Regions from separate parts of the Mus musculus genome. Here regions 1, 2, 3, 5, 6 and 7 are each linked to region 4. Evidence: chromatin contacts called from public Hi-C, promoter capture Hi-C and targeted proximity ligation data. All regions are on one chromosome and are shown on one strand. The core of a region is the stretch at or near the end of the contact, and the rest is flanking DNA. Distances in the headings are between cores, read along the strand shown.

Evidence for each region. Promoter capture Hi-C pulls out the DNA fragments that hold promoters and counts their contacts. Hi-C and Micro-C count contacts between places; a contact is called where the count stands out from the background.
Region 1: a targeted proximity ligation map of microglia shows a contact between it and region 4, with 11 times the contacts expected there. A contact is called at or near these places in 20 of 39 promoter capture datasets (the 3T3-L1 cell line, 3T3-L1-derived adipocytes, the C10 cell line and 13 more), 89 of 484 Hi-C or Micro-C datasets (the AtT-20 cell line, B cells, the Ba/F3 cell line and 44 more), 31 of 130 datasets of targeted methods (CD8 T cells, the G1E-ER4 cell line, the HPC-7 cell line and 14 more) and 5 of 9 other capture datasets (adipose tissue, embryonic stem cells, liver and 2 more).
Region 2: a promoter capture Hi-C map of pre-B cells shows a contact between it and region 4, with 6 times the contacts expected there. A contact is called at or near these places in 11 of 39 promoter capture datasets (3T3-L1-derived adipocytes, the C10 cell line, the HPC-7 cell line and 6 more), 8 of 130 datasets of targeted methods (the SCID.adh cell line, bone marrow-derived macrophages, embryonic stem cells and 3 more) and 3 of 9 other capture datasets (adipose tissue, embryonic stem cells and liver).
Region 3: a targeted proximity ligation map of the SCID.adh cell line shows a contact between it and region 4, with 17 read pairs. A contact is called at or near these places in 10 of 39 promoter capture datasets (the C10 cell line, the HPC-7 cell line, HPC-7-derived erythroid cells and 7 more), 1 of 484 Hi-C or Micro-C datasets (embryonic stem cells), 13 of 130 datasets of targeted methods (the SCID.adh cell line, embryonic hindbrain, embryonic stem cells and 4 more) and 4 of 9 other capture datasets (adipose tissue, liver, macrophages and 1 more).
Region 5: a Hi-C map of the N1E-115 cell line shows a contact between it and region 4, with 4 times the contacts expected there. A contact is called at or near these places in 8 of 39 promoter capture datasets (the 3T3-L1 cell line, 3T3-L1-derived adipocytes, cranial neural crest and 4 more), 1 of 484 Hi-C or Micro-C datasets (the N1E-115 cell line), 1 of 130 datasets of targeted methods (epiblast stem cells) and 1 of 9 other capture datasets (adipose tissue).
Region 6: a contact with region 4 is called in a targeted proximity ligation map of embryonic stem cells, with 2.9 times the contacts expected there. A contact is called at or near these places in 5 of 39 promoter capture datasets (the 3T3-L1 cell line, cranial neural crest, embryonic stem cells and 2 more), 1 of 484 Hi-C or Micro-C datasets (embryonic stem cells), 12 of 130 datasets of targeted methods (T-cell acute lymphoblastic leukemia, embryonic basal ganglia, embryonic forebrain and 6 more) and 1 of 9 other capture datasets (adipose tissue).
Region 7: a targeted proximity ligation map of the NIH/3T3 cell line shows a contact between it and region 4, with 5 read pairs. A contact is called at or near these places in 1 of 39 promoter capture datasets (cranial neural crest), 1 of 484 Hi-C or Micro-C datasets (palatal mesenchyme) and 5 of 130 datasets of targeted methods (the NIH/3T3 cell line, astrocytes, extraembryonic endoderm stem cells and 1 more).

The regions. Positions count from the first base shown.
Region 1 is chr15:76,537,526-76,540,738 of GRCm38.p6, reverse strand. It overlaps Slc52a2 (solute carrier protein 52, member 2), which reads right to left and starts at 1,909. Exons shown (of 5, transcript NM_029643.4): 1 at 1,544-1,909; 2 at 1,137-1,356; 3 at 160-1,045; 4 at 1-67. The coding sequence starts at 1,266. Fbxl6 (F-box and leucine-rich repeat protein 6) reads left to right here and starts at 1,993. Exons shown (of 9, transcript NM_013909.2): 1 at 1,993-2,414; 2 at 2,664-2,822; 3 at 2,953-3,016. The coding sequence starts at 2,023.
Region 2 is chr15:76,574,558-76,577,910 of GRCm38.p6, reverse strand. It overlaps Adck5 (aarF domain containing kinase 5), which reads right to left and starts at 1,552. Exons shown (of 15, transcript NM_172960.3): 1 at 1,417-1,552. The coding sequence starts at 1,428.
Region 3 is chr15:76,605,772-76,609,120 of GRCm38.p6, reverse strand. Cpsf1 (cleavage and polyadenylation specific factor 1) reads left to right here and starts at 1,530. Exons shown (of 37, transcript NM_053193.2): 1 at 1,530-1,786. The coding sequence starts at 1,643.
Region 4 is chr15:76,923,549-76,926,782 of GRCm38.p6, reverse strand. Zfp647 (zinc finger protein 647) reads left to right here and starts at 1,335. Exons shown (of 5, transcript NM_172817.3): 1 at 1,335-1,407.
Region 5 is chr15:77,218,661-77,222,096 of GRCm38.p6, reverse strand. The region is part of intron 2 of Rbfox2 (RNA binding protein, fox-1 homolog (C. elegans) 2); the gene reads left to right. Among named protein-coding and RNA genes, the nearest start is that of Rbfox2, 87 kb to the left of the region's middle.
Region 6 is chr15:77,334,640-77,338,131 of GRCm38.p6, reverse strand. No RefSeq gene overlaps it. Among named protein-coding and RNA genes, the nearest start is that of Gm41352, 23 kb to the right of the region's middle.
Region 7 is chr15:77,305,004-77,308,341 of GRCm38.p6, reverse strand. Rbfox2 (RNA binding protein, fox-1 homolog (C. elegans) 2) reads left to right here and starts at 1,289. Exons shown (of 14, transcript NM_053104.6): 1 at 1,289-1,978. The coding sequence starts at 1,799.

The sequences.
Region 1 (3,213 bases), core at 660-3,159, 390 kb after region 4:
CAGTGTCATCAGGTAGGAGCCCAAGAGCATGCCCAGCAGAGACAGACCACACAGCCCTGCCAGAGACCTGCCAAGGATGGGCTGGGATCAGGACTGGCTGTGCCAGGCCCTGGCCCACCTCAAGCTCTTCCCCATGGGGGCTTGGGAGTCCGTGAGCACCTGCACAGCACTGCCATGGCCAGAAAGCAGGCAAGGGGGTTGGCACAGCTACCCAGTACGACAGCCAAGTGGTAGGCCAGGCGCCCATAGGGCAGGCAGGAAAAGCTCTGTACAGCGGGCAGCACGCCATTGGTCAGAGCATTGGTGATGGCCAGCAGGCCCAGTAGACAGGCACTTCGGGAAGAGAACAGCTGATGGGCCTTAGGGTCTGGGCTGGAAACAATGCCTGCCACCTGGCCTGGTGGCTCCTGCAAAGGTGAGGCCTCTTCCTCTTCCTCTTCCTCCTCTGTTCCTGGTGTTTCTACCCGAAGCCCTGTACCTGTTGTGGGTTCAGATGTCGGGGATGGCAGTAGTAACAGGAGGCCTTGGAAGGCAGCTGCTGAAGTGCCCAGAAGGGCAGTCAACACCCAGAAGAACGTGGTGGCAGAAAACCGTTCAGGGAAATTAATGGGAGACACCTCGATCGGAGGCCCAGTGGTCCTGTTGGCAGGCACATGCAGGCACTCAAGGCGGCCCACCCCTTGACCCAGGGCTAGCACACAGGGCAGGAGGGCACTCAGGCCCTGACCCAGGAAGAAAGACCGTAAAAAGGGGGGTGGGAGGTGGCTCAAGAAGGGCAGGAAAGTGACATTAGAAGCACAGCAGGCCAATGCCAGCACAAACGCCAGCGTTAGGAAGGCCACTGAGTACGGCTTTCCTGCCACTGGGGCCACGTGGTTCCACAGAGAGGCCAGTAGGCCTGTGCCCACTATGCCTAGCCCCTGAACCACTCGGATGGGGACTTGCTCGCCCTTGCCGCGAGCCAGACGCCTCCACAGAGTCACCAGCAGCAGACCCAGGTTTCCCAGCGCCACAAGCACAGAGAGGTAGGAAGGGAGGCTCCAACCTGCAGTGGAAGGAGGAGATAGTGTAAAGGCACCAGGCTAAGGAACGAAGAGCAGCAACAGCAGCAGCCTACCTCCGCCCACTTCACTCACCCTCCGGGAGCTCTTTCACCACTACCGGCAGCTCTACCCAGATCCCGTTGACAGCAGCCCAGGAGCCCATGCCGAAAAGGGCCACCAGCAGATGGGTCAGCACCAGTCGGCCCAGCGGAGGTGCTGCCATTAGGTCAAAGGTCAAAGCGGGCCCTCCAGGACAAAGCGAAGGTAACAGTCCGCCCTTTTCCCACGTAGATCCAAAGCTTCTCTAACTATTCTAGAGAAAAAAAGAGTCAAGCTTTTTCACCTGGACGGAGACAAAAAACAAACCAAAACAAACCAAAACAAAACAAACAAACAAACAAAAAAACATGCGAGTGGGCAGAGTCAGGGTCTGAGGTGGCCAGATTGCAAAACCAAGGCACCTGGAGGGAGGCGGCGGATAGATCAGGAGCTGCACCTACCATGGAGCCTGCACCGGGACCCTTCTGTACAAGACTGGCAAGCGGGGGAGCGAGAAGCTGGCTTAAAGCATGGTTCCGGGGAGGAAGATGAGCGAAAGAGCCAGTCCTTGATGCTTGCGGAGGACCAAGTCTTGGCGCGGCTAAACCAGACTGGATGACAGCTAACTTCAGGCAGCCGGCGTGGATCGGCAAGAGGTGTGGCTGGCTGACTTGATTCGATTCTGGGCTCCTCGGCTGAGTGCGGTGCATCAGGGGCGTGGGGCCGGAGCAGCCCGCCCAGCCCCGGGAGCACGCCACTTAGCCCGGAAGGCAGCCAAACCCCAGCCAAAGGGTTGTAGTAAGACGCCGGCTAATGCGCTAGACTGCGGCGGAAGTCCCACCCCCGGAAGCTAAGTGTAGTGTAAAGGAGTGAGCTAAGGGGCCACGCCCCTTCCTCTCTGCCCACCCACCTTCCGCTTTTAGTTCAGCTCCCGGGGGCTATGGCTCCCGTGGCCTCTAGGCGAGTTAGACGTCGAGTTCGAAGCTCCAAGCGGCCCGATGCGCGGGGCCGCTCGGCGGAGGACTGGTGGTGGGACCGCCTGGCACCTCGCGGCTCTGGGTACCACCTGCTGCAAGCGGACAGCATGTTGCTCGTGCTGCCGGACCTGGAGCCTCCCCGCGCTCGTGCGCACCGGCGCGCCCGTCGCCGCGCTCCGAGGTCACTGGCTCGTGGCCCCACGGCTGTCGCCAAGCCCAGGACCAAACCCCGACCGGAGCCGTCGCTCGATCAGGGCCTGGACTCTGGTTGGGGAGACCGTATTCCCTTAGAAGTCCTGGTGCATATTTTCGGGTTGTTGGTTGCGGCTCATGGGCCCATGCCGTTTCTTGGCAGGTACACCAACAGCGCCTGCCGCGGTAGAGACTGGCGCACTGAGCGGGTGCTGCAGAGCAGAGGGCAGAGCAGGCATCACATCGGGCGAACACAAGTGCTCCGGCACCTGTCTTCACTTAGAGCTCAAAGCCTAGCACTGAGAACGGGCGACGGCAGGCTTTAAGACCGCTGCGCTGCTCCTAAAACACTCCATTGTAGGCATTACCCGCAAAAGGCCACGCACTCTCAGCAAACTTTTTCTTCTCCTAGGGCTGCACGCGTTTGCCGTCACTGGCACGAAGCCACCTCCCATCCTTCACTCTGGCATACTGTGACCCTGTCACCCTCGCTGGTTGGCCGGGCTGGCAAGGGCAACCTTAAGGGAGAGAAGAAGCTCCTTGCTTGCCTGGAGTGGCTCGTACCCAATCGGTGAGGGCTCCTTGTCATCTTACTGTCTGTTGTCTTCCCTGCATCCGCGTTGAGTAGGGGAGGATTCTGTCCAGAAGGGGGCAGCGTAAGGACAAGAGCACAACTACAGCCGGGCCTTGCTGTCGCCCAGGTTCTCTCAGCTCCAGAGCTTGACCCTCATCCACTGGAAGTCTCAAGTACACTCTGTGTTGGAGGTAAGAGCTGGAGACTGCCCTGCACACAAGCTGTCACGTTTGAGTGGTCTACTATGGGGAGGGTGCCCTGGTGGTGTACCACAGAGTTGTCTGCCTGCCTGCTCAGTTTCGTCTTGCTGACATCTTAGGAAATTGCTGGAGGAGACAGCAATTTCCATGTAGGCCTGGCGTGGACAGAATGGAGTCATAGCTGGGAC
Region 2 (3,353 bases), core at 303-2,802, 350 kb after region 4:
GAAAAACCAAAAAAAAAAAAAAAAAAAGAAAGAAAGAAAGAAGAAAAAAAACATTCAACTAGACTTCTCTCCAGTGGTTTCATAAAGCAGCAAACACCTGCTCTAAGGAGAAGACACAGCTGGCAAAAGAGAGACATCCATACAAGCCAGCAGCCTGCACCATGAAGACTGCCAAGACTCAGGATAGAGCCCTAGAAAAGATGACTAGATTATGACCTTTGATAGACAGCCCAAGGCAGCTCAACAGGAAACTAAGCCACAGACCATCTCCCAAAGTTAGTAGGTAACAGCCTAGAGATTTGAGCTAGAGGAAGTGGACGTTGTTATTGGGAACCTGCAAGGACTCCACTGTACTGTGCAGTAATTCCTAATCAGAGGTTAAAACTCCCCTTTCTGGTAGGGTGGTGGTGGTACACAGCTTTAATCCCAGCACTAGGGTGGCAGAGGCAAGCAGATTTCTGTGAGTTCGAGGCCAGTATGCTCTACAGAGTGAGTTCCAGGACAGCCAGAGCTAAAACCAAATACCCCAACCTTGGAGGGGGGTAAGCAAGGAGCCAAAAACAAAAAAAACTAAGACAAACAAACAAAAAAACCCTTGCCTTTCTAGCCAGGCAGTGGTAGCATATGGCTTTGATCCCAGCAGAGGATCTCTGAGTTGGAGGCCAGCCAGCTCTACAGAGCTAGTTCCAGGCCAGCCAGGGCTGTCCAAAAACAAGAGAAACCCTATCTCAAACAAAACAAAACAAAACAAACTCCCAGGGCTGTCTAGAGGTGTAAGTGACAAGTAATACGGATATGTGGAAAAGTTTTTGCTACAGTAAAGTGCTGTCTGTGTAAAAGGCAACTTGTCTCTGAGCAACAGGACTCCCATCAGAAAGCACACACCCAGCAGGGCTGTACACTGCAAGCCAAACGTTAACCCACCTCCTGGCCTCTCATTATCTAAACCTACAAGGCCAGATGTACTAGAAAAACAACTTCGCAGAAGTTTAAAAACAACACAACTGAAGAAGGGCCATACTCCAAGGGCAGGGAATAGGCAAGGACACCCCCAGGGCCAGAACAAGGGGCTAAGGGAGTGAGGGCATGCTAACCCAGCGGGAATCATGGGGTTGTCTCCCTTCCAGAAGCTGATAGAGAGGACAGAGCAGCTTCCCGGGGAGACCCGAGGGATGCGCTGAGGACAGAGGCAGAAGGAAGAGGACCCTGGGGTGAGGTTAAATAATGCTGAGTCTTCCCAAAGGCTCTGGGGAAAAAAAGAGGAAGCGGGAATCAGAGTTCTCCAAAGCTTTGGGGTCGATGGGCAGGGCCCGGGCCTGGACTGGATCCAGAACCTCCGGGTACAGAGAGAGATCCCAACGCAGGGATGCGGAGCGCAGAGTCAGGGACCAGGGCGTGCGGGGGCGGGGTCCTCACCGGCCGCCACATGTCCCCGGCAGTGCTCTCTTCCCGGTTTCGCCGCAGACGTCCCTGGTGCCCAGACGACCCCGCGAAAGAGTAGGCAATGCGCTTGCGCACCGGCCCACACGCGCCACACAGACCTGGGTAGAGTGGAAGGGCCACGCCCCCAAAACGTGACGTGACCGCCTCGGCGTGCAGCGGCCCCTTGAGGTCGCCCGGGGCATAGCCTCATGGGAGACACCAAGTGATGAGTCTTTACCAAGTGTTTTCCTTTGTTTATTGTATGTGAATGTTATGGAGCAATTTTCAAGAGTCGGTTGGTGCTTGCTTTCCACCGTCTGTTTTATTTCTGTTGCCCTGTGCAAGCCAGGCTAAGTTTGCGGGCAATTTTCCTCTTCCCACTCCTATTTCACTCTAGAAGTGCTTTTTACATTGTTCCAGGAACTTGGCTTCCTAGGGTAGCCCTTTTACCCACTCAGCCATATTCCCAGACCCTTGAATTGGCTCTTTAATTTTGTCGGGCTCTCGTTCCTTTCTGAAAAGTGACAGTGTAACTCAAAGCTGACACTTGGTCATTTTCACAACTCTCAGTATTCGCTCGCACAGGCAGTTTGGCAACACCTGTTGAGACAGCCACCAAAGCTAGAGACACCCTCGCTTTCTTGCCAACTATGTCAGTTAGAGTCCAGGTTCTTTTTTGTTTGTTTGTTTGGTTGGTTGGTTGGTTTGTTTTGTTTTGTTTTGTTTTTTCTTTTCTTTTTTTTTCTAAGACAGGGTTTCTCTGTGAAGAGTCCTGGTTCTTTGTCCCCCTACTCTTCACTCTCTGTGATACCCAATCCTTCTGCAAATCCTCCTCTGGAGGGGTCCTTACTACCTGGTTCCTCAGAACTCCCCTGAAGTTCCTGCTTCCCTAGCCACGGGTGCTCTTCTCAGCAACTGTCCTAATGTTGACCATTGGGTTCTTTGAGGTCACCTGAGCCTCCCCCCACCCACCCACTGGAACTGGCAAGCTGCCTTCTGGTTGAACATGGCTCTAAGCAGGCTCTAAGATAATGTCATGTCCCCAATTGGCTTTGGAGTGCCTGGAAGGTGGCAGAGTGGCTGTATGAGGGGGTCACAAAAGTCTGTGAGCCAGACGATGTCAGGCAATGGCCTCCTTCCAGTTCATTCATTCTGGACGTCCTTGCAAGCCTAGGAAGTACGTGTAGCTGAGATGTCTGGGCGCAACTGGAAAGCAATGTGTCAGGGACAAAATGGATTCAGGGTGCACAGAGCCCAGGATGAAAAGGCAGAAATGGGTGTTCCGAGACTGGGCTACTTATAAAGCACAGGGGAGAGAGATTGTGGCAATTAGGTCCAGATATACAGTAGGGAACAGATCAAAGTCCTCAGCCCTGTGAGGTCACACCCGAACCAGGGAGACCTAGCTGGGAGCTACCAGGAACCTGTTGGAAAGTCAGGGCAACCAAGTAGCCCAGCAACTCCAGAATACTTATTTAGCCCAAACCTTTCCAAACATTATATCATACAGTCTTGGCCAGCAGCCTGTCCCTGAGCGTCTGCAGCAGTTGGAAGCCTGTGTATTTTTGGGTGACATATGTCAGGATATATACATAAAGTAACTCAAAAATACAGAGGCTCAGAGACCAGGAAGTCTCAAACCTCACAGTGCAAGTGATAGGACTAGCCATGAAACTAAAAGCCAGACTTGGAGTTTGTGTGGTGGAGAATTAGTGAAGAGACCCCAAGGTAGAGACTTCCAGAGTGGGCAGAGGGTGTTTGCAGATAAAGTTTGCACTGTGGAGAGAGGTCAGGATTTCCTAAGCTCCAGTTGGCACAGCAGGGAGAAAGGGGTGGCGGTAATTGGGAAAGAGGCGCAATCTGGAGACACCTGTGTGGGCATGTCCAGCAGCCCCCTCAGGAACACCAGCTCCACTGAGACAGGCTGAGCC
Region 3 (3,349 bases), core at 281-2,780, 320 kb after region 4:
CCAGCCCGATGTCACAGATTTTAAGAGTATTGTTTTTCAAGATTTTTTTTTTTGAGACAGGATTTCTCTGTGTAGCCCAGAAAGATTTTTATTTTAAAAATTATGTAGGACTGGTGAGACATTACTCAGCAGTTAAGAGCACTGGCTGCTCTTCTGAAGATCGTGCATTCAAATCCCAGCGACCAGGTGGTGGCTCACAACCATCCGTAATGAGGTCTGACTCCATCTTCTGGTGCGTCTGAAGACAGCTACAGAGTACTTACATATAATAATAAGTAAATCTCTGGGGCTGGAGTAAGCAGAGGTTCTGGGTTCAATTCCCAGCAACCACATGATGGTTCACAACTATCTGTACAGCTATAGTGTATCATATACATAAAATAAATATTTAAAAAATTATGTATATATGTGCCAGCATGTCTGGGCAGCTTTCGTCCCAGGGCTTGGGAGGTAGACTCTGAATTCGAGGCTAGTTGGGTCTACAGAGTTTCAGGACAGCCAGGGCTATGTAGTTGAGACCTCATCTCAAAAATCAAGAAAAAGAAAAAAAAATAATTTCTTTTGCTTGCTTGTTTTTGTTTTTTGTTTTTGTTTTTGTTTTTTTTTAAGAAAAGTTTTCTCTGTATAACCATGGCTGTCCTGGAACTCACTTTGTAGACCAGGCTGGCCTCAAACTCAGAAATCTGCCTGCCTCTGCCTCTGCCTCCCAAGTGTTGGGATTAAAGGCTTACACCACCACTGCCCAGCCAACAAAATACTTTTTAAAAGAGATCTTTTTTTTTAAATTTTATTTTATTTTTATTAGGTATTTTCCTCGTTTACATTTTCAATGCTATCCCAAAAGTCCGCCATACCCACCCCCCCAATCCACTACCCACCCACTCTCCCGTTTTGGCCCTGGGGTTCCCCTGTACTGGGGCATATAAAGTTTGCAAGTCCAATGGGCCTCTCTTTGCAGTGATGGCCAACTAGGCCACCTTTTGATACATATGCAGCTAGAGTCAATTAAAAAGAGATCTTTAGTGTGATACAGGGGTGATCTACCACATCACCTCATCTACAGAGTGGGGTGGCGATATTGCATGTTTCTGTATCCTTTTCCAAGCCTATATACCCTTGTTTTATTTTCTGGGATTTAGCTAATGAGGCAAGTCTTGAAGGGTACAGAACAGAAGGAAGCAGAGGTCCAGCACCCTCCAGCTCTGTGACGAGGCTCATCAGTCCTTTTTTTTTTTCTTTCTTTCTTTCTTGTTTTTTTTTTTCGAGACGGGGTTTCTCTGTGTAGCCCTGGCTGTCCTGGAACTCACTCTGTAGACCAGGCTGGCCTTGAACTCAGAAATATGCCTGCCTCTCTCAAGTGCTGGGATAAAAGGCATGTGCCACCACGCTTGCTCGTCAGTTCTTATCAAGCTAGGCCACTAGGGGCCGCTCTTCGCTCGCAGCCACGGCGCGCAGGCGCAGATGCGAAGCGGCCCGGAACCCTGCTTCTCAACCACCTGGTCCTCTTAGAAGGCGGTCCGGGCAGGAAGCGCAGGCGCAGTACTTCGGAACCCGGTGGCTGGGTTGGCGCGCGCGGCCGGACCGAGTCCGCTGCCGTCCCTGTCCCCCGAGTCGGCGGCTCCGGCGTGACAGTGGCGGCGACATGTACGCGGTGTACAAGCAGGCGCACCCGCCCACCGGGCTGGAGTTTACCATGTACTGCAACTTCTTCAACAACAGTGAGCGCAACCTCGTGGTGGCCGGCACCTCGCAGCTCTATGTGTACCGCCTGAACCGCGACGCCGAGGTAGGCCGTGTCGAGGCAGTGCCGCAGTCATTCGGCAGGTTCCCCAGTGCAGGAGCTGAGGTTTGCCAAGGGTCTTTGGGCCCCAGAGCCAGTTCATCGCTGCCTCGTTGTTTGGCCTCATCCTACCCTGCCCGGACACCTCTGCCCGCGGTCTACTGCTTGTTCTTTGGAGATCGATTTTCAGGAGATTGTTGCACACCTTCCACGAGCTTAGCAGCAAAGACAAGCCAGTGAACCCTTGAGGGCGATGATTCTTTAGGAAGTCAATACTGCCACACACAGACGGCCACAGTGTCTCTCTAGGAGTAAGACCCAATGAAGGAGACTGGGTGTTTCTGTACAAAACAACCAGAGCTCTTTCTGAGATTGAGCAGATTTGTTGTGGAAGAACGTTTCTTCCTAAAGGAGCAAGGCTGGATGTTTCTCGGGGACAGACTATTGTCAGTAGATGTAGTAATGTGGAATGAATTCATCAGTACATTGATAACGGGGGTGTTTTGGTTGCTAGAGAGACAGCAAGCGGTTCAGGAAGCCCTCCCCCCCTCCCCCCAAAAAAAAGGCAATTTCCGTGGCTCTTTAATCCCAGTTCGATCCATTAATCCCAGGTGGAAGCAGACAGATTTCTGGGTGTTCCAGTTTAAACTATTTCCAAGCCATCTAGGGCTACATAGTGAACCTCTTGTCTAAAAACAAAGCAAAAAAGCCAAGAAGGCAGATGCTTTTTTTAAAAAATTAGACTTATTCATATTCATTTGTGTTTGCTTGTATATATGTATGTACACCATATGCATTCTTGGTGTCCATGGAGGTCAGCATTATGGATAGTTGTGCCATCAAGTGGGTCCTCTGTAAGAGCAACAAGTGCTTTTGATGGCTGTGCATTACTGCCAACATGCAGTTTACTGGGGTGGCAGAACTGGACAGGGAAATCTCACCTTCATAGAAGATGTGTTTTAAATAGACAAGGAAGTGTGGGGGAAGTATGTGGGAGTTAGGCAAAGGGGTTTCAAGGAAAGTTAAGTTTTTGTGGTAGAGGCTAAGGGAAGGAGGAAGGAAGGGAAAGAACGGGTAAGAAGTAACAGGGCAGGGCCTCCACAACACACTCTCCAAGCAGGAAGTTTTGGCAATGAAATAATCTTACCCAACTTATGTTGGAGAGAGGTCCAAGAAAGATGGTCAAGAAGTGGCTGTAGCCATTAGGCAAGATGGTGGCCTGGACCAGTGCAGCTATGACAGTTCAGGATTGATAGAGGTGGAGTTTGAAAGGAGCTCAAGGTAATGCCAAGAATCTGTCACTGTTCTGGGCAACAGGTCTGGATTTGGTCTTAGCAGTTACAGGGATGCTGTCACTATTCCCTGAGGTGGAGATGGCTGTTGGGGGTATAGAAGTGAGGTGACAGGAGCAGACAGTCACCTAAGAGTTGGGAGAAATGTGGCTGGGAGGATAACATTTTGGAAGTGGGCCCTGTGGCTCTACTCTTGAGTCTTAAATGACTGTGACAAAGTGGTGCAGGGACAGAGGCATTGGGGATGGTTGAGTCCTGTGGAGAATTGGTAGCAGAG
Region 4 (3,234 bases), core at 86-2,585:
CAGACATTTCCTCCTCCAGCCCCATGCTTTGTGTGTAGCCTCAGCTGTCCTGGAATTTGTTCTATAGACCAGGCTGGCCCCAAACTCACAGAGATTGGCCCTCTGACTCTGCCTCTGCCTCCTCTGCCTCTGCCAGTATTTTGTAACAGAAGACACGTAACCACTACAATTAGAGAAATAAAAATTGAAGCCATAACGGAGGGTAGGATCGAGTGCTACTGAGATACTATATGCTTATACTAGAGTCCCTGACTTTAATTTCCAGCAGAGAATATGTGTGCATACAGGGCCACTAAGGGTCAGTCTGAGGAGCTGCGCACCACGGTATTTTGTTGTTTTATCTTTTGAAAGGGCTTCTCAACAGGTCAGAACCTGAAGCTTGCCAGTGACTCTAGACTGGCTGGCCAGAGAGCCCTACACAGCTCGGCCTTGTTCCGCCTCCCCTGTGCTGGGGTTCTAAGCAAGCACTATTACACCCAGCCTTTTCACATGGATACGAGTGATTAAACTCAGCCTCGTGCACGTTTGTCAAACACCCAGTCTGTTGTACATTCCTCTAGCCCTGGAATAACTCAATTTTTTTTAAAGATTTATTTCATGTATGTGAGTACACTGTAGTTGTCTTCAGACACACCAGCAGAGGGCATCAGATCCCATTACAGATGGTTGTGAGCCACCATGAGGTTGCTGGGAATTGAACTCAGGACCTCTAGAAGAGCAGTTAATGCTCTTAACCGCTGAGCCTCTCTCCAGCCCCGAATAACTAAATTTCTAAAAGCCTGCTTACACCAAGTGTGGGCAAATACAAACAACAATTGGAACTGTCATACACTGCTAGTCTAGGGAATGTGTTGATGAGGACACAAGACAGACTGGCCGTCCCTTAAGAAGTTGAACACACACTACACTGTAAACTAAACCCAAGCAGCCCGAGTCAGCCTGATGGGTCTCGAGACCAGTGGTCCAGGCTGCCTGGCCACCAGGGAAATCGCTAGAGGGCAAGCACAGATCTTGGCGGAAGTGACCGAAGGCCCTCGGGAGAAGAGGGGCGGCAGGGAGGGGGCGAGGCCGGGAGGCACTCGGATTTGTAGGGACTGCGGCCGCCGCTTCCGCTACAGCCTCAAAGAGCAGGCGCGGTCCGGGTCAGCACGCGGTCTCTCTAGGCACAGCGGAGGCCTACGCTCTCGGTGGCCCCGGGGCGCAGGGCATCAAGTCCTGCAAGAAGAGCTGGAGGCGGACGGCCATCCGATCCTCCCGCGTCCCGGTCCGGGACTTGGGGTGGGGGTTGGGGGTGGGGACCTAGGGGCGGGGTCCCCTGAGATTGACGACTGCGCAGACGGGGCGGGACGGCCCCTTTGTCTTAGGGAGCCGAAGCTGCCGCCACAGGGCGAGAGGTTGCGGCAGATGGTGAGTGGCGCTCTGTCGGCTGCGCGGGACCCTCTCCTTCATCCGCACCCAAAGCTCCGCGCCCTCGCGTATGCCAGCCCTTCCCCCCGATGGATGGCTGCGGCCGGGCTGCTGACCCAGGCTGCACCCTCCGGTCCCTCGAACCCTCCAGGCCCCTCCCCGGGACCCTTCGCGGTGGCTCCCGCTAGCCCGGTCCGGAGTTCAGACGGTTCTGATGTGCATACGGTTTCCTACTGGTTGGTTAATTTGGTTTGGCTTGGGCAGTGGATGAGGTTTTGTCTGGTGAAATAACCGCGTCCCAGACTGCCCTGGAAGTCCTGGGTTCGCACGATCCTCTCCCATAACCCGGACTACAGTCAGGGCCACCATACAGCATTTTAAGTCCCATGCATCCTCAGCAGCGAAGGACATTTCTTGTCAAACTGAAGGTGCTCCGCTCTGCTCCCCATTAGCCCAGCTTCTTCTTGGATTTGTTTTATTTTTCTGCTGTTGCTCTCTTGTTACTTTGCAAAGGCCCCTTTTAATGGATGACAACTTCTCTAACGTGGCATTTTCTTGTTTAATTTTTTTATATGTATTTATGTGCTTTGCCTGCGTGTGTATCTGTACTGTATATCATGTGCATGCCTGGTGCCAACGGAGGCCAGAAGAGGGCATCGGGTTCCCTGGAATTGGCTGTGAGCCGCCATGTGGGTGCTGGGAATCAAGTGTGGGTCCTAGACGGGGGAAAAAAACGTGTGCTCTTAACCGCTGAGCCATCCCTCCAGCCTCCACATGTATGGCTCAGTTAGACACCTGAATCTGGATGTGCTGATGAGTGCTGCCATCCCCATCTCTGCCGCTTAGTAGCTTACTTGGTGAGTTCCAGGCCAGTAAGAGACCGTATTTCCCCGCCCCCGCCCCCCCCCCCCCCAATGGTGAAAGGTTTCTAAGGAATAACACCTAAGGTTGTCTGCTGGCCTCTATGTGCTTGCTGATGTGTAGGTACGCACGCACACACAGGAAAATTGTATACAATAATAGCTCCCTTGTATGTGGGCGATGAAGTATGGGCACAGCTGTATTCTCTAAGGCCAGAGAAGGACATTGGATGTCATGCCCACTGGCCCATCTCCCCAGCCCACAGTAGTTCTTTTAAATGTTACTCTGCCTAGCATCCTGACATAGTGAATGCATAGTGACACTAGAAGCAGTTTCCTGTGGAGCTCTCTAGAATGATTGGAATCAGGCACTCCTACTAATGCGTGTGGACATTCCTGTCACTAACATAAAAGGAAGGTTCCCCTGAGCTCCACTATAGAGATACTTAAAGCTGGGTGGACATTAGTTCTGATATTTTGCACACTGGGGATTTCCTTGTAGGGGACACAGAGAAGTGGAATGGGACTAACAGGTTAGAGCTAATAAGCCACCTTACCACCATATAGGTGACCAGTCCCTGGGGCTTTCTTGCCATACAGATGTTTCAATTTCCACCTCTGCGTTTGTCTTTTAGCTGTTTGCATTCCTGGTCAGATTGACCACCAGCTTGTATTCTTTTTCTGTATGTTAAAAACACACTTCCCTATGGGTTTTTTTTTTTTTTTTTTTTTTGCTTTCTTGTTTGTTTGTCTGTTTTTTACTCCATTGAGAAAGTGTCTTCTTTGATTTTATTTACTTATTTTACAACTAGAAGGATCTTGGTATTGGTTTTGTTTTATGGGCAAAATATTTCCCATTACAGTATTTTGGCTTCTTGCTGTGTTTTAAGGGGCTTCCTTACTTCAAGATTATTTTTCTAAATAATCCGATTTTGTCTGGTACTTGTAGAGTACTGATTCTATATGG
Region 5 (3,436 bases), core at 552-3,051, 290 kb before region 4:
GGTCAGGCATGCTCAGTATGCTGAGGTGCTGGGCAAGCGACTGCAGAGGTAGAGGCCTCACATGGATAGTGAACTTCCTATGAAAATGAAGGCCCCCAAAACAACATCTCAGTGGCTGTTTATGTCAAGTATTAGGCTAGGTAAGTGGGCTCTGTGGGCCATCCACTCTGTTAATTCTGAGGGAAGGAGACAGAAACAGAAAATTCAGCTCTGATAACATTTCATTGGTGGGCCGAGAAATTAAAATTTTTAATAAAAGTTTCACCTGCTTTATACACACACACATGTATGTATGTATGTATGTATGTATGTATGTATGTATGTATGTATGTATGTGAGTATGCTATCACTGTCTTCAGACACACTAGAAAAGAGCATTGGGTCCCATTACAGATGGTTGTGAGCCACCATGTGGGTGATGGGAATTATCTCAGGACCTCTAGAAGAGCAGTCAGTGCTCTTAACCACTGAGCCATCTCCTCAGCCCCATTTCACAGCTTTTGATTTTTGTTTTCATATCTTAAAAAGAATACAAGACTGGGGTAGGGGAGCTGGCTCAGCTGACAAAATACTTGGTGCACAAGCCCAGGGACCCTAGTTTGATCTCCCACAGACATGGAAAAGCTGGACAGGGTAGACTTTCTTCGGTCTCACCGCCAGGGAGCAGAGACAGGGAGATCTCTGGGCTTTGCTGGACAGCCCGCCTAACTTAATTGGCAAACCCTAGGTCCCAGTGAGACACTGTCTTAAAAAGCAAGGTAGCCCTTGGGTCTCTATACATATAGATATTCATATGTACACAAGAACACCTGGGAAAGGGGAAGGGAGGGAAGAGGAAGGAGAGAGAGACAAAGACAGAGCGATGACAAGCTGATATGGCCCATAGACCATAGCTAACTGACCCCTAATTTAGATATTTCTTTTTAAAAACCCATGCAGCTTAGCTTTTGGGCCTGTGAGAAATAATTAAACAGATTGCTATCAGTGAAAGATCATTGTTAAGAAAAGCTTAGTCATGATGTTAGAAAAAGTCAGCCCCACCACTGTGAGATAGCTACACGTTTGCTAGTTCTTCTTATCCCCATTTATAGAGGCGGTTAAGATGTGGTTGTCTTATCAAAGACATCAGGCTGCATGAAAGAAGTGTTCTGCTTAGGTCTTGAATTCCAGCACTCGGGAAAGCAGAGGCAGGTGTGTGTGTGTGTGTGTGTGTGTGTGTGTGTGAGTTCTCCGAGTTCTAGCCAGACAGAGCCATATAGTGAGACCCTCTCTAACAAAAGGGGGATGTTCTAAATAACAAAAAGACCTTGAATCTTGGGTTTGTTGCTGATTCTCATGGCTCATATTTGTCATTTGACATTGGGGCCCATTAGTTTTCTCAAATGAAGAACTGGAGAAGGTAGACATGAAGACAATTTGTAGCTCTTGCTTTTAGCTAGAATAGTGCTGGTACAGTTCTCTCCAATAGAGGTGCTCAAGATAACTAGCAACATTTCACATTATACTGGGCCCTTTAGGAGAACAGTTTTTCTCCTGTGTCACGTTTGAAGTTTGCCTTAGCACTCACAAAGCCATCCCACCACATGCTGGTCAGTTAATGTATGTGGAGACAAGATAAGGCTGGGCCATACATATGGAAAGGGCCTAAGAAAGCTGCCAGGAGAACTCTGCTGCTCACTGTGGGCTGAAGAAAATTTCTTAACTGGAAACCCTTTTGCAATCTGAGTCATCTACTGTGGACTCTTAAATCTCCTGGGTAGGAGGAGGAAAGGGAGGAGCAAAGGTGAGATGGCTCTGTGAGTTCTGTCAGCAGAGGGCACCCAGAGCAAAGCATGTAGCCAGTGGCCTGTAGTGAACTTATTACTGGGGCACAGAGCTGCTTGCCCTGGACAAGTTGCATTTTCTTTGATCTGCCTTAACATTCTCAGATGTTTTTTACCCACATTAGAATTTGGCTTTGTTTCTTGCCCACTTTAGTAGAAACCCAGTTCTTAGAGTGTCCTGAGGTGTTTTATCCTACACTGTAGATCTGTTATTTAGATCTGTTATAGACATTATTTCATATCCAGTAAGGAAGTAGCCCTGAAATAACAGTGATCTAAAAAGGCCCTTATAGTCTGTGTGTCAAATGGTCTTTGGTGGGTGGCTTTTGGGCCAGCAGTTTCAGCACCACCTGGGAGCTTATGGTCTTCCTGCCTCCCAGGCTTACTGAACCAGAAATTAAGAGGATGTGGTCCAGCAACCCATTCCAGCATGCTCTCCAGGGCATTCTGGTTCACACTCACCGAGGGACAGCCATTGTTGGAGAAGGGATAGCAGAACACAGGCTGATCTTTATTGGAGGGCACTGCCAAGTACTCAGCCAGGAGTTTCCCCTTCACTTTCCAGTCACAGATTCCAAGCCTAGAAACATGTACTCATTTGTCAGTTGTGTATGGTAGGTGGTGGGAGAACTCTGAGCCCTGTCCTTGTGATTCACAGCCATGTGCTAGTTGCTGAGTCATTGAATTAATAGTTTAAAGTCTTTAAAAGCAGTACACATCCATCAAAGAAAATATATAGTACATAATAGATCAAAAGATAAAATAAAACTTCCCCTAGCATGTTCAATGTTTCTATTCATTGTTCTGGTCTTGTTTGTATGCAGCTGCTCTGTGTATATGCACATTTAAAAAAAATTTTCCCTGAATGTCAGTTGTATTGAAATAGACTTCCAGCTCAAGTCTACTCTACCGGAAATTTCTTTTCATGTTATTAACTACAGATTTTATTTAATAGCTTCCTAGTATTCTGTGAGAGTATCAAGTTCCCCTGTAATTCTATGTCAATCTTAAGTTTTCATGATACACTTAGGAAGATTATTAGTGCTTCACTGGGCAATAGTAATTCAGGGTGACTTAGAAGTGTCATAATTAAGATGATAAATACAGATGGTGGTAGAGGAGGGAATGGAAAGTTGGAGAGGCAGTTCTTTTAGCATGTTTGAGGTCAAAAGTGACTTGGAAAATAGGAAAATAAATTGAAGAGCATACCAGTAGTACCCAGTATCCCCCTGGACCTGAGCAAACTGGGTTGGGTCATCTAGGATGTGGTTATGAGCAGCTTGGTCCAGTAAATTGCTTTTATCACCGGCTTTTCGACACGGAGGCCAACCTGCTGGTTAGGTGACATAAAAACTGGGTGCACAGTTTCTATAATTGATTTTATTATCGAGTACTTTCGGGTGATAGACACCATAGTAATTATTCACATAGACTTTGTTGTTTGTTTAACTTTTGTTATAGCTACATATATTAACTGTGTTAGGTGGCGTTTCCAATTTACAGAAGTGGGAGCTGAAAGGGAGTGTTAAAAAGACTCAATCTTGGCTCTTGGCCCTCAAGAGTTGAAGCACCCATATATTCATTTGCTCTTAGGTGGCGGGACAGTGCATATC
Region 6 (3,492 bases), core at 277-2,776, 410 kb before region 4:
AGCCCAGTGTGATCATAGCTGCCACCTCCTGGTGATGCTCATCAAAGACACCTTGTGGATGCTACCCAAGCCTACCTTTTGCTAGCATGGAGGTGGTGGTGATGGTGATGATGGTGGTGGTGATGATGCTTGTCACACACATAGTGACCATGCACTGGTCCAGAAATAAGCTACCCCTAGTCTCATTTGTTCACACAGTAAAAGGCTAAGGAAGGGCTGGCTAGGGAGAAATGTGGGCAGACCCCTGGAGAGCAGGGATGCTACAGAAACCTAGAAGGGGCTAGTCACAAAGGACACAGCCAAACATGCTCTAAGAGAGCAATGAGTCTCAGAATCCAGGGAGAATCTCATGAGGAAAGAAGTCGGAACTGCCCGGTGCAACGGCCACCATGCTGGGGCTGCTCATTCGGAGTCCCAGCATCATCGTCACATCACTGCCTCACCAGAGGAAGTCCTGCTGGCCTTGATAGCTTCAACCCCTACTAAAAACGTGGGTTCGGTTTAATTTTATGTTTTAAGGAGATGACCAGAGGAAAGAGAATACGGTGGTTGGTCCAGGTCCCGTTGGTAGGACAGGGGAACTTGGGGCGGGGGGTGGGGGGATGGGGCATACACATGAGTGAGATTACTGCAAGAAATGGGTTTATGTGTTTATCAGGGCAGACTGGGTAAATTCAAAATCTGCAGGGTGGGGAATGAAAGAGCTGGAAAGAGTGAGCACGCGCTAGTGCTGCTGTTCACAGCAGAATTCCTGCTGCTTCCAAGAGTCTCAGCTATTCTTAGATGACTCTTCCACTGAAGAACTGAGACCCACCCAGGTACTAGGTGTCTTAAAGTAAAAGAGCCATAAGCCAAGAACAATGCCTGCTGGTACCCCCAGAGTAACAGAGACAATGCCTAAAGCCTGGGCGTGTGGAGACTGCAGCCTAGCCGACTTCATGCCTAACACAGACCCCTGGAGTGGCGTAGGCCAACACCGTGTTGGGAGGAGCCTGGGGTACCACAGAAGTTCTGGGTTTGGGTGGGGCCTAGACGAGCTGCCAACCGTTTGGATCTGCTCTGCTGGCCTTGCAATGCTGTTCCATCTTGGTGAACTCGCTATGCCTCAGTTTTGCGGACTGAGAAATGGAGATAGTTACAGTGCTGTCTGTGGGACGGCTATGATGGGAATCAAAGGGACAAGAACGTGAAAGGGGCTTGAAACTAGACAACAAAAGCTCGTTGTACGACTTTGCTACCCCGAGCTCCTCACTAGGAAAGCGGTCCTGGGCTTGCGCGCGCCCCCTAGAGGAAAAGAAGAAGCAAGAAGGCATGAAGGCGTTCCTCTTTGGGAACCCTAGTCGCTTTGCTGTACGGCTTTGCAGAGCAGGCAGAAGGTTTCTTTTCTCCATCAGTTAAGGGATACTTGTGATGTATCACCACGGTCTCAAAACAGAGGTGGAGGCAGGCCACTACTCTTGCATCAGCAGGCAGGAACCAGCAGAGAGCCGCCTCCAGGGGGCGCGATGGAGCTTCTGCTGCGGTCGCGGGCCGGAGGCGCGGCTCGCCCCAGCGGGCTTCTGGGCGTTCTTGGAAAACCCTTGGAAAACACTGGACTTCCTGCCACGAAATGGGTGGGGACCGCAAGCATTTGCAATCCCGGGTAACACTGCGCCTGTAACTCCATTAGCACTGCCAGATTGGGGGACACCCATCACGTGGCCTGTCTGCTTTACGGGCCAGCCTGGATTTCTTGGAGCCAAGCTGGTTTCTCTTAGGTCCCTGGATGACCCAGGCTTACGTTTTTGATCTATTTGAATGTGTCTGTTGCCTTTTCCCTGCTGTAACCCAGGAGCGTTCCTTTAACTCAGCAGACCACACAGTGATGCAGGACAGACAGGGGGTCTTTCAGAGTCTGTAGGCGGTGGGAGCATGCAGGTCGTTGTTAGATGCTTCAGTGGCTGACCTTTGGCACAGCAGGCTAAAGGAAGGAAGAGGCTGAAGCAAAGGAGCTTTGGTTAAGACTCCCCAGCCAGGCGCCTGAACCAAAGCTGGTACCCTTGGACTCAGCCCTGCGTGGGCGCAGATGAGGCCGCTCTCATCCTGGACTCTTAAAAGCAATGGGAACCTCGCACACACAAATCCTCCAGAGGTCTCTTCCTAGCTAGAAAAGAAGCAGGCCAGGATCAGGAATGGAACCGGAGTCCTGGAAGCAAGCAGGAATGAAACCAGGTCTCCAATCCTGTTTCTACGAGTGCCTTCGTGACCTTGAATAATGCCAGTTCCATGACCCTCAGTCTCTCCTCGTTACAAGATGGGCTTGCTCTTGCAGAGGACCTGAGTTCAGCTCCCAGCACCCATGTGAGGCCTCACAACCATGTTTAACTCCAGTTCCAGGGAATTCAACATCTTCTTCCAGCCTCCACAGGCAACGTGCACACGTATATGTGATGTGCTGATATACAGGAAGACAAATATTCATACACATAAAAATATAAAAATATTGAAGGAAACCAAACCTTCAGGGTTTGGGTCATGGCTCAGTTACTAGAAAGCTTGCCTATCACGTGCTCAACCCAGGGTTCTGTCCCCAGCACCAAAATAAACCAGGGATGGTAGTGTACACCTGTAATTCCAGAGCTCTCGAGGCTGAGGCCAAAGGATCAGAAATTTGAGGCCAAAAATAAATAAATAAGTAGGAATAATTTGTGATCAGCTTTACTTAATTGTAGGTTTGAAGCCAGCCTGGGCTACTGAGAGCCTCGTCAAAAAACCACCTCACCCACCTTCCTCCATCAGTGGTTCAGCTACCTTCTTTTTTTTTTTTTTTTTTTTTTTTTTTTTTTTTTTTTTAAAGATTTGTTTATTATATGTAAGTACACTGTAGCTGTCTTCAGACATTCCAGAAGAGGGCACCAGATCTCGTTACAGATGGTTGTGAGCCACCATGTGGTTGCTGGGAATTGAACTCAGGACCTTCGGAAGAGCAGTCAGTGCTCTTAACCGCTGAGCCATCTCTCCAGCTCCCTCAGCTACCTTCTGAAACTACAGGTGAACCCCACTATTTGCATTTCTTCCAGAATCAGGGCCAAGGAGAATCACCTCTGTTTTCCTCAAGTCCCTGCTCCTTACTCTGGGGAACTAAGGTGACAGTCACCTGAGTCCAAGGAAAACAATTCCTTAGGAAAAGGAGATGGGTGGGAATTTCTAGCGTGGAACTAGCCTGCAACAACCAGCCAAGAAATGTTTGCTGGATGAATGAATTCACGGTCAGTTGGTTTGTATACAGATAAAACTTCGAGCTCTAGGCCCTACAGAGCTGGTTGCTCAAGGCCTTCAGAAACCTCTCATATTTCTTCATTGTGACAAAGGGCTTAGAACGTGGCCTGTGGGGCCGAGTTCGAACTCTTGTTTTGACACTGCTAGATGCTGAATCCTGGGCAAATGATTTAACCTCTCCTGGCCTCAGTGTTTTTGTCTGTAAAATGGAGACAATGGGGCCTGCTTCCTAAG
Region 7 (3,338 bases), core at 40-2,539, 380 kb before region 4:
AAGGTCAAGTCACAGACTGGTTGCAAGTAACCTTAGACATCACCTGACCTGGGGTTTCTCAATCTCTGAACTATTGGCATTCTGGTTTGGACAAGTCTCTCTTGCAGGGATTGTTCTCTGCACTGTAGAGTTCTGAATAACATTCAAAGCTTCTATTCAGTAAATGCCAGTATAGTCTCCATTTGTGAAGAACAAAATTTACCATATGACAAATACGGAAGTGGGAGATGCTGAAAGGGTCTGAAACTTTTTCTTGGCTGGGAACCACTGATCCAAAGGATTATTTCAGATACTGCAGTTGGGATCCAAAGAGAAAAACTCACTTGTTTAAAGTAGCAAGCAAGGGTAAGGCTAGAAGCTAGGTTATTGCACAATATCCCTTTCCATGTCACAGTATGGAACCCTGAGAGGCAGAAGCAGTTTCTATTTACAATCAGGTGGAGAAAACCTACCGGACAGACCTAACTGCACAAAGCTGATAAGCTAGGAAGGGCTATTCAGGCAGCAAGGAGTAAAACCAAGAGATTGCCATCTTGACTGGCCACATATTTCTGCTTCAGGACTTGAACAAATTCAGGTCCATCCATTGGATTAAAACCATGTTTTCTACTGTCAGGCTCAAAATGGTTCCGTAAATGCCCTATGTAAACGTAAAGCTCTTAAAAAAACACCAGGCGTTATTTATTACTATTATTAGAGACAGTTTTTCTGTGTAGGGCTATCCTGGAACTCACTATGCAGATAGACCAGGTTGGCTTCGAACTCAGAGATACTCCTGTCTTTGCTTCCTACTTCCTAGGACTAAAGGTGTGCACCACCGCCATGCCTGGCAACATCAGAAATATTGACATCATTAGAGATGCAATTATTCGCTTCATAGCACCATTTCTCAGAAAAGTTTATATGGGAGCCATCACTCCTGGACTTCCCAGGTCTTGGGCTGGAGAGGAAGGAGGCAAAGGGACCTTCCTCTCGCAGAGCGCCCCTCTGCTTCCCTAAATCCCAGGAAGCCAGATGAGAGAGATCAGGTCATCACTTCTCACTAGTGCAACTAGTCCAAGTTGCTCCCCCGAACTCCTGCCCTTCAAGCTCCGCCCCCCGGCCACCGCCTTAAAAGAGGCGGCCCCTTCTCTCTCCATGCTTCCCAGAGCATCCCCGAGCTTCCCGAGCTTTTCCGAGTCCTTCCCGGCCTCCCGCGGGCGGCCCGCGCGGAGGCGACGGAGATTGCCGAGGGGCGTAGCCACGCCCCCTCACTACAGCCTCCTCTCGCGCGGGCGGCCCGAGTCCCACACATCCAGGTTCCTCCCTCCTTCTCTCCTTTCTCTCTCCCCGCCTTCCCGGCGCTGCCACAGTGGCGGGACGGAGGATCCCGACCAGTCAGCTCGCTGCGGCCTCGCGCTCCTCCTCCTCCCAAATAAACAGCCCTCCCCAAGCTGGGAGCCCAGGCCGTCCCCTTCCCCGCACGGCTGGCGAGTGGTGAGGGAGCGCGGGACTGAAGGACCAAGGGACCGAGGGATCGGCGCACGCGCGTGCGAGTGAGAGAGCGAGCGAGCGGCCGGCGCGAAGCCGGAGCAGAAGCCGGAGCCGGGGCCGAAGCCGAAGCCGGAGCCATAACCTGAGTCGGAGCGGTAGTGAAGCCGAAGCCGAAGCCGGGCTCCGGACCGACGCGCACGCACACACGCACGCGGGGGGCGGGGCCGGCGCGCGCCCGCCTGTCGCGACTGTCGGCACCGAGGCCCAGGGGGAGGTGGCCTGTCGCGGGTCGCCCGGCTCCCGGTGGCGAAGGGGGCGCGGGCGGATGGCGGAAGGCGGCCAGGCGCAGCAGCAGCCGCCTCAGCTCGGGCCCGGCGCTGCCGCCCGGGGCATGAAGCGGGAGTCGGAGGTGGAGTTGCCGGTGCCCGGAGCGGGGGCAGACGGACCCGAGCCCGGCCTGAGCAAGCGGCCACGCACAGAGGAGGCGGCCGACGGCGGGATGCAGGTGACCGCGCGGGACGGGCGCCCGGTTACGGAGGGCCGCGGCGGGCTCGGGCCTCCGGGCGCCGGGTGGGCCTGGCTGGAGAGTGGGCTTGGGGCCGGGTGCAGGGGCTGGAGGGGCCCCGGAGGCAGCGCGAGGGAGTGGGATTTTTTTTTTTTTCCTTTTGGAGTTGGGATTGAACAGGATCGGGATGCAGTCCATTTCTTAAGCCTGTGCTCAGTTTGTTGAGAAGTTGAGGGTTCTTGGGTCGATTTGTCCAGAGGAGAGCTGTTGGGCCGAGCTGAGAGCGAGGGAAGCTGGTGGTGGGAAAGCTCCGGAGAAGAAGGGCGCCTTTTGGTTTACACTGGGATGAGGAAAGGGGGAACGGCATGTGGAGAACAGACTGAAAAGCCAGCCAACTCCTGGAGAGAGAGCGAGCCCGAAAGGGGATGTGGCTTAGCTTGTGGGTTCAATCAGTTACTCGAGCAGTCTTGAGAAGTCCGCGGAGTTTGGTAGTGTGATGCTCTGTCTCAGTTTTGTGCAGCATGTTATTAAGTCTGGAGAGAGACACCAGGCAGATCCCGCCTGTGCTTTACCCATTGCATCCTACGTTCGTAGGATGCGGAGTAAACTCCTTAGTATCCTGAGGTAGAAAAGAAAATTTATAGGGCTGTTAGGAGACTGGTTTCTGAGTTGTGGCCTCCAGTGTTAGCTTGATTGTTGAGGGTGGGAAATGACAAAGATATTGATACAGGCGGTTAGTACTTAGTTTGAAGAAGGTAATGCATCCTTAAGGGCTTTAGGATTTGCTCTCTGTTTAGAAAATATTGGCTACGAAATGGAGAGGCTCACAGCAGCAACGGGATGCTTTCTAATTCTTTTAGAATCGTAGAATGTTAGAGATGGAAGGGACCAGAAACGCCATCATCTTTTCCACCAGGAGTTCTCAGTCTAATGTACTCGGAAGAGTTATGCAGAATGGCTTAATGTGCATTGAGTCAATACTTTGTATCTTTTTTTTTGGGGGGGGGGAGGGTGTGTTCAAGTTTCAGCGTATTTTAACTGCCTCATTTTTATTGATAGGGAGTTAGAAGTCCAGAGAAAACTAGTGACTTGCCTAAAGCCACCCAGTTAGCTGGTTCTGATTTCTATTTCTGTGCTCTCTCCATTACACCACTCTTGGAAATCTCTGCAGTACTAGGAGACTTTCCGTGCTCTGCCTTGACTTCCTGTGGCAGGGAAGGAGCTGGCATGTATGCTGTGTGCCTCTTGTCTCCTTTGCAGAAGCCACCCTGTTACCTCTGTTGATTTGGGCACAAGGGATTTCCTGGGCGTTTATTTTTGAATCCTTTTGTTTGCTGGCTTTTATTTCCCTTAGAAGAAG